2 separate regions of the Mus musculus genome follow, and region 2 is linked to region 1. A link is a contact called in public Hi-C data. All regions are on one chromosome and are shown on one strand. Each heading gives the region's core, a stretch centred on a gene start, on an enhancer-like site or on the middle of the called end of the contact. The rest is flanking DNA. Distances are from core to core; before and after follow the strand shown. Region 1 holds the start of Cobll1 (Cobl-like 1). Region 2 overlaps Gm34739 (a long non-coding RNA gene).

Evidence for each region. A called contact is a pair of places that touch in the nucleus more often than the background predicts.
Region 2: a Hi-C map of the N1E-115 cell line shows a contact between it and region 1, with 2.4 times the contacts expected there. The contact joins the enhancer-like site here to the promoter of Cobll1 in region 1. A contact is called at or near these places in 2 of 39 promoter capture datasets (the 3T3-L1 cell line and 3T3-L1-derived adipocytes), 3 of 484 Hi-C or Micro-C datasets (the HL-1 cell line, the N1E-115 cell line and pre-B cells) and 1 of 9 other capture datasets (liver).

The regions. Positions count from the first base shown.
Region 1 is chr2:65,236,820-65,240,706 of GRCm38.p6, reverse strand. It overlaps Cobll1 (Cobl-like 1), which reads left to right and starts at 1,916. Exons shown (of 14, transcript NM_177025.6): 1 at 1,916-2,344. The coding sequence starts at 2,268. It overlaps Gm13594 (a long non-coding RNA gene), which reads right to left. Exons shown (of 2, transcript XR_001783320.2): 1 at 2,625-3,887; 2 at 511-1,201.
Region 2 is chr2:65,400,134-65,404,020 of GRCm38.p6, reverse strand. Gm34739 (a long non-coding RNA gene) reads left to right here. Exons shown (of 4, transcript XR_374587.2): 3 at 989-1,239; 4 at 2,010-2,212. Among named protein-coding and RNA genes, the nearest start is that of Gm34739, 13 kb to the left of the region's middle. Within about 2 kb of position 1,775, at least 11 of the 459 cell types and tissues checked have an H3K27ac peak or open chromatin away from gene starts, as enhancers often do. A contact at or near this core is called in the N1E-115 cell line, where this site is marked.

The sequences.
Region 1 (3,887 bases), core at 667-3,166:
TTAGTGTCACCTCCATCTTGACCCATCTCTGCAGGATGACAAGAGTAGGTTACAGCAGGCTCAGCACTCTCCTTAACGTGATTCTACCAGGAAATGAAACATCTCACTTGTCAAGCAAGCCATTTGGGTAGGCTCAATTTCAGTGTGTGGAAAGTATGACCCTGCCCGGTGCCCAAGAACAAAAGGATGTAAGGGAAAAGTGGTGTCATGAAAATTGCACTCAGCAGTTACGAAATGTTGTAAAAATCTCTTAAAGATTAGCCTAACTGGAATCCATAATAGTACTAGGATGCCATAAATCAAGGTTGAAACTAATTAAGTGCTTGATCCTGTGATTCAAAGTTATAAACTTTAAGTAGTTTCAGTGTTCCTTGCTATTTACAGCCTGTCTATGCAACAGCTGTAAATCTGCTTATCCATTTACGGTCAGAAAGGATTCATGAACTTGTCAAACCAGTGTTATTATTTAAAGTCTAAAATCCAGATCCATTTCAAACAATTGCCTCGTTATTAGTCAAATTATTTAAAAGCAACTTTTAATGATAGAGTTCTAACACAGTCATCGCAGAAGTCACCACGATCTTCACCTCCATTTCATATTCAAAGATGTACTGAGACCATATTCACCACAAGGGAGAGGAAAGAGACAAAATCCAATTATGTGGAGTAGTAGTTAGTACTTTTGGTTCCAGAAATTATTGGTGGTGGTTGTAATGAATGAGCAACAAAGAACCTTTAATTAAGCACGGGTTATAAATACTAGTTTAATTTTAATGTGAACCAAAAATGTTAAGTCCTTTGTTATCCTACATCATGTTTTTATGCCTACAGATTTGCCACTTGAGGTATCCATTTATATATTTTTAATTTAGCATTATTTCCTGATGTTCGCTTTTGGACTCATCAATATGATTTACTTTAAAACAGTTGGCAAGGGTCTAAGGGTAAGGAGACAATATGCACCCGGTTGTCAGGTGGCACGTCTCCTCTGAGAAGAACTCTTGCAGGAACCGAAACTACAAACAAGCAAGCACTGTCTGAGATTCCTTTATTCCTGTGAAACTTCCAGGAGGCCACTAAATCTCTGCTGTTCTTTCTTAGCTTATAGACTGTCATCATGAGAACGTCCAGTCCTCAAATCCCAGCTGTTGGCTGTTTACATCAAGAGAGGCATGTCTGGGAAGACTGGACGAGCTTAAACCTGCCAGGGATTAAAAAGATCACAATGTCAGAGGTGCCTTTTAAGGGCTAGCAACCGTAGGGGTCAGTAAGGTTAAAAAGAAAATCCTGCACTTCGAAGGTCAGACTGCAGGTGGTCAATCAGCAGGACTCGGTCCATGAGCTCTCCTCACTTCCGCTACAGCTTGGGTCCTCCCTGGGGTTTTGCTGGCCAGGTAGCCTCCCTGTCCGCCCACTCTTCCTCTTGGGTTCGCGAGGCTTCCCAAAGCTACTCAGTGTCAGTGGGGACTAAAACGAGCAGCCTAGACGCTTCCTCTCCACCGGCCTCCCCCGCGGTACCTAAAAGCCGCGTGCTCCGCGGAGGGGTGCGGGGTGGGGTAGGAAATTCCTCCTCGCTCCACGTCCCCGCCCGCTCGCCCTACCCGTCCCCTCTCCGGCTGGCTGCTCTGCTCGCTCCGATGCTGACCTCGTCACCCTCACTTCTGCAGAGCGAGGTGGCCGAGGCGGCTGCGAGCTCGGGGCTCCCGGCAGGGCCATGGGGCAGGGTGAGTTGGGGCGCGGGCGCGGCGGCCGGGGGCCGGCCGCTTTCCGCCGCGCGCTCGCTCCGGGCGTCCGAGCTAGCCGTGCGGGGGAGGAGCGGAGCCTGGACGGGCCGGGTCCCCTAAAGCGGGCAGTGGCTTGGGAAGGCGGGGGCGCTGTGGTTCGCAGCTCCTCCGGAAAAGTTTGCACGGGATTCAGTTGGTGCGCAGCGGGCCGCTGGAGCCCAAGCACTGCGGGCGTGGCGACCGTCCCGCGCCCGGTCCGCTCCTCCTCCTCCTTCACAGCCCGGGCTGCCGCGCGCCGCCCCTTCGCCCGGGACTGGCTGCGGGCTGCGGCCGGGGCGGGGACCTGTAGCCGTCGTCGCGGCGCCCTCGGGCAGGGACCGACCGGCAGGTGGAAGCGCCCCGGGGAGGCGGGGCCGCCCCTGGCTGCCGTGGGTCGAGGCGGGCTCTTGGCCCGGCCGCTCCCGCCCTGACCCGCCGGCCTCTCCCACCCTAGCAGTGACGCGCCGCCTCCGAGCCCGAGCCCGCGCCGCGGCCAGCAGCGCGATGGACCGCAGCGTCCCGGATCCCCTACCCCGCAGCGCGCCCCGCACCCCCGCCATGCAGCCCGCGGGCTCCGCAGGGTAAGTAAGCCTCCCTCCCGGCCGCCGAGGCCTCGCGCGCTTCACCTGCCCGAGGCGAGCTCCCCGCGGGGCCGCCGGGCTCCCGGGCCGACCCACACGCGGGCGGGAGACTGCGTCCTCCCGGACGAGTCGGGGTGGGGGGTTCGGTACTTTGGGCAAGCTTTCCGATCGGGGTTACGGAAGGCCAGGCGAATGGCAGGCGTTGGGTGAGGAGTCCCGGAGCAAAAGTGGTAACAAAGGGCCCCTTGTTGGGGCTCTGTAGCGGCGGGGGGGACGACACCTGTAAGCGCGCTCCGGGAAAGGAAGGAAAAGTTTCCACAGCCAAGCGCTCCAGCCCAGGAGGATGGTTTCTGTCAAGGTGACTGCAAGGAAGGGGCTTCCTGAAAGTCCACGGAGGGCGCAGCAAGGTGTGCCAGCTGTCAGCCCGGCTTGACAGTTCCGGGAGCAGGCGGGGTGCTCGCCTCTGACTGGGGGTGTGTGTGTGTATGTGCTTCTGGCCAATTGGTGATGCCAAAGCCGAGTGCGAAGTCAGTCGCATTGGCAAACACCTATACTTTTTTTTTTTTTTTTTTACCGTCACGTGTTTGAGGAGCGATTGGAAGGGAAGGGGCTGTCACATGGTGAGTTAATATTAAATGAAGCATGCCTTCCTGCCAAATATGCTAAACATCACTCTGTTAAACGTTTGGGTAAACAGTGGTGGGAACAGGTAGTCCTGCAAGGGCCAAGGAGAACTTGAGAATAACCTTTGTCGTAGTAAATGGTCAAGCTACACAACCCTGTCCTAGGTGAGACCGCCTCACTGCTGTCATGTAGCCTCTTTGCCATAAAGCACCCCCAGTTTCTCTTTTTCTTTGTTAATCAGAACCTAGAAATGCCTTAAGCAGAGTATGAAAATTCCGGAAATTGGAACATTAAGGAACAGGCGACTTTGTAAGCAATGAATGAAAGTCGTTCTTTTTTTTTTTTTTCCCCTGGTTTAAGAGTGAAGAAGTCATTTTTCCCTGGAACATGACAGGCGTTTCCTTAGGAGCAAGTCACAGCATGTTTATTCATCAGAGGCCATGCGAGCATTGGCAGTTGTCTAGAGGAAACATGGAAGAGTCTCAAGGCAACATGACTAATCTAACAGATATTTAGTGTAATGCTTACATAGAGGAAACATGCAGTGTATGAATTCGTTCTTTTTTCCTCTAAATTTCGATCTCCTCCATGCAAATATCCCCTATTGCTGTAGAGCGCTACTTTTTTCTTGGGGGGGCGGCTTTCCACCGTTTAGATACTAATGTGTCTCCTTCCATATATTTTTACCGTATGGAGAGTAAGTGTGTCGGTAGGATGAGGTAAAGCAAGGCCTGGAGACAGAGCTGTGGATTAATGTAAGTTAATGTCATACAAGCTTTCACACAAAACTGAATTAGACTCTCAGAAAACAGCAGAGAATTCCCGTGTGTGTCTGTGTAATACACTTACACAACACGCAGTCTCAGATGCTCAGGAATCGGTTCTTCTAAACAAAATAGGTGAGGCCGGAGAGCTCGGT
Region 2 (3,887 bases), core at 526-3,025, 160 kb before region 1:
TTTCACATTAGGTGGAGTCAGTTTATATAAATATATTCTAATCATTAAAATTTTCTATTATATTTTATATGTTTGCTCTCTCCTCTTTCTCTCTCTCTCTCTCTCTCTCTCTCTCTCTCTCTCTGTGTGTGTGTGTGTGTGTGTGTTCATGTGCACATGTGTGCCACAGTGCATATGTGCAGGAGTTAGTTGTTCTCTACCACACTGGACTTGGGAATCCAACTCAAGCTGTCAGACTTGGCAGCAAATGCCTTTACCCTGTGAGCTATCTCAGTAGTGTGAGGATGTGTAAGTTCTGATGACACATTTACAGTATACTCATAGGCACTTTCTTATTTGCTGTATAGTAAGTGTTAATATCCTTTCTGGGGATTTTTTTTTCTTGCCTTTCTCTGCCTGGGGCCTCTGTTCCAAGGACAAAGTTGTTAGTATGGTTCTGGCCATTTCTTCTTCTGGCATTTCCTGGGGTTTCTATGGTTTATGTTATTTAAAAACACGCTGTCCATCATTCATTATATTCATGATAATTTTTATGGTTTTAATTACTGCCTTTCAACATAATTTACAGCTAGTCCAATTTTAAAGTTGTTGACCCTGCCTCTTAAACCTGGGAGAACGTTTTGCCTACTGTGCTGGAAAGAAATAGCCACTAAAAGATGCTTTAGAGACTAATTTAAGACAATTTCATACAATTCTATAAAACAATATAGAGATGAAATGATAATGATGTTCTAGTAAATTTAATTGGTCAGATTTTATCCATTAAATATGATTAGTTCAAGTCAACTAAAGTCCATAGAAGGAAGTTACCTCATCCTTGAGTCAACTAATCAGTTGACCTCACATGACCTCCAACATCAAATAGCCCTAATTCCATATTAATTACTTCAGAATGTAGAAAGTAGGTTTTCTTAAAAAGTGTGTATGACAGAGGTAGCTAAACCTAGTGAGGATGATGTAAGAGAACTTTAATTACTTCTCCCCACAGAAATGGAAGAGCCTGCATATCTCATCTCTGGGACATGGAGTGGACTGAGCTGGAAAGCCCCAAGGGTCAGTTTACAAAGTGTGCACAGTGTTGCGAACACCTGAGCTTGGGTAATTCACAACATTTCACTCGTGGGGTCTGGTACTCAAGTGTCCGGAGAGAGCAAAGGGACATGGAGTCAATATGGATTTCAACAAGGAAGTTCAGCAGCCTTCGCTCCAGACTAAGGCCATCACCGTATTCATACAAACGTAAGGAGCTGTGCCTAGCCACCACCCACTTGTGAGTGCCCCTGGCTCCCCCATTTTCCTTCCTTTCTTCTGAATTACACGTGGGAAGTAGCAGGGAAGGAGCTAGCAAGCTTGCTGGCTGCAAGCTCTGGCGAAACACACTTCTACAGAGGACTAAAACAGTTTGACTGACTTTTACTTTAAAAATTTATCGTTATTAAAAGGGGGCCATAAAAAAACAAGGTCATAAATTTATTTCAGAGTTAATATTATTTCAGGTAACGGGCAGCAAATTGTAACCATGGGCTTTTCTGTCCGTGCCCAACTTCTACGAAATAACAACTCTGAGACTTCTTATAGATTAATAAATGCCCAGGCCAATAGCTTTGACGCATTTCAGCTACTTCATAGCTCAGTTATCTGGTTTAAACTCGTCTAAACCATGCCATGTGGCTAGTTACCTCTCCTTCGGTTTCACGTGCCAGTCTCCCTCAGAGTTCTGGTTAAATGCTTGAAGCATGACTCTATCCCAGAGTTCTTCTCTCTGCAGAAACGCCCACCTCCTATTTCCTGCCTCACTTCATTGGCCAATCGGCTTTTGATTGGTGGATGAAGCTTCCATTAGTACAAGAGATTCTCTCTTCAGCAAATGATTTGATTTGGGCTTTCAACTACATTTGTCAGCTTCCTGGTGGTTTCCTGCCAAGGAAAACCCTTATTAAATAAAGTAGTGCTATAGAAACAGCTCTTGGTGTTGTGATTGTAGAAGCTGTTATCCCTGCTTCCCACAGAACAAGGCATCATCAGTGCTAGAAACTTGTGAGACGCTTCAACCTTGAACCTGAGTGTCCAGATCTCCAGGTGAGAGCATTTAATGAGAAACAGCACCCTAGATTCAAGACATCATCCGAGTGAGACTAACATCCTGATTAAGATCCCAGAGCTGACTGTAACTCCACCTCCAGGAGATCTGGAACCCTCCTCTGTTCTCTTAGAGCACCTGCACCTTCTCTTCCCCCCCTCCCTCTCTCTCTTTTTTCTCTCTCTCTCTACCCCCCCCCCCCCCACTCACACACACACACAAATACACGGTATGCATAGTTAAAAACAAGAACTTTTACCTCATGGCAATGAGCAAAGAGGCAGCTTTTGGGTGGTATTTTTCTTATATAAGGGGCAGAGCAGATGGCAGTCCTTTGTCCATCCAAGATTAATGACTGGCTTGGTGGCCAACGCTGTTTTATGCCTAGGACAAATCAAAAATCAAAATCAAATCAAATCAAATCCAAGCAGTGTGGCACGAGAGGAGGAAGACAGACAGAGACACCCATGAACTGCCATTGCCACCCACAGACCTGCCCTCCAGAGAATGGCCCAGGTGGACCCTAGACACTGGCTTACTGCCACTTCAAGTGGCACAGATGGAGGATGCCACCCAAGGGCCCATCAGCCATGTCGCCATCTTGCAGTAGGAGTTACCACAATGCATAATATTTGTGGTGGTCAAATGGGAGAGAAAGAGAAGTGGGCCAGCTTGAGCATTATGAAGATAGATGGTACTGAAGTCTGGAGGGTCGAGAGAAGTAGCCTGCTGTGAGTGCCCAGCCCCACCACCTGGGGCCGTGGTAAGGTCCCAACCCGAGCTGCTACTGAGGGCAAGGTCTGGGTTCTTGGCTACACAGTGGCAAGGGCCGGAGTCAATATCCATGGCTCAGTAGACATCCCTGGTCGAGGCAGCCTCCAGGAAGCACGGGGATGTCTAGGGCTATGTAAAACGGGCCCTGCCCCTCACTGGCTGCTGTGCTCTGGAGAGCTGGCCCCATCTCTCACCCAGGCAGCACAGTGGAACTGGTTCTGGTGGCTGGGGTGTCCCTAAGCTGGCCCAAAGGCATGAGTGTTGGAAATCTGACCCTGACTTGGGGTGGCATGGGTGCAGAGTTAATGGTCGCCTCCTCTGGCAGCAGGGAAAGCTGCCCACAGGGTCATGAGCATAGGAGAGCCCTGCAGCTCTCTAGCTGCAGCACTCAAGAAAGCAGGCCCTGCATGTCACCGGGACAGTACAGTAGAACTGGCCCTAGTGATGGGAACATGGGTGAGCCAGGAGTGTGAGGGATATACTATGGGATACTACAGCTTCCACTATGAGATGTTCTCTGTGGTTTGATCTTGTCTATTGTTTTTGCCATTTTGGGGGGTGAGACTGCAAGGGCAAAGGGCAGACATGGGGGGACGGGGAGCTGAGCAGGACTGGAGTGCATGATGGGAAACTCACAAGAAATCAGTAAGAAGAAAAAATGCAAAAAAGTAAAATAAAATCAAACCGTTTAAAATGGGCAAATGCAATTTGCCAAAGAGGGCGATGGGTCTTAAGACTGGATGAATGCAGGATGAGAAAAGTCGGCCACAGAGCAGCTCGTGGTGATGGACTGTAGCTAATGCTTCGCAGCTGCATTGGTTGCTTATGGCACAATAATTTCAACTGGTAAATCATAGTAATATTTCAATTAGACAAAAAGAAAGTCCATCGAAATCCTACTATTATGTGTTGAACGCTCCAAGATTCTTCCTGGCTGTGCTTTTAAATGAAGCTATCCATCTGATTTTCCATTTTCCTCTCTTACAGTGTGGTAGATTTAGAGTCTCTTCCCAAAGTTTCCTTTGTCACTAAC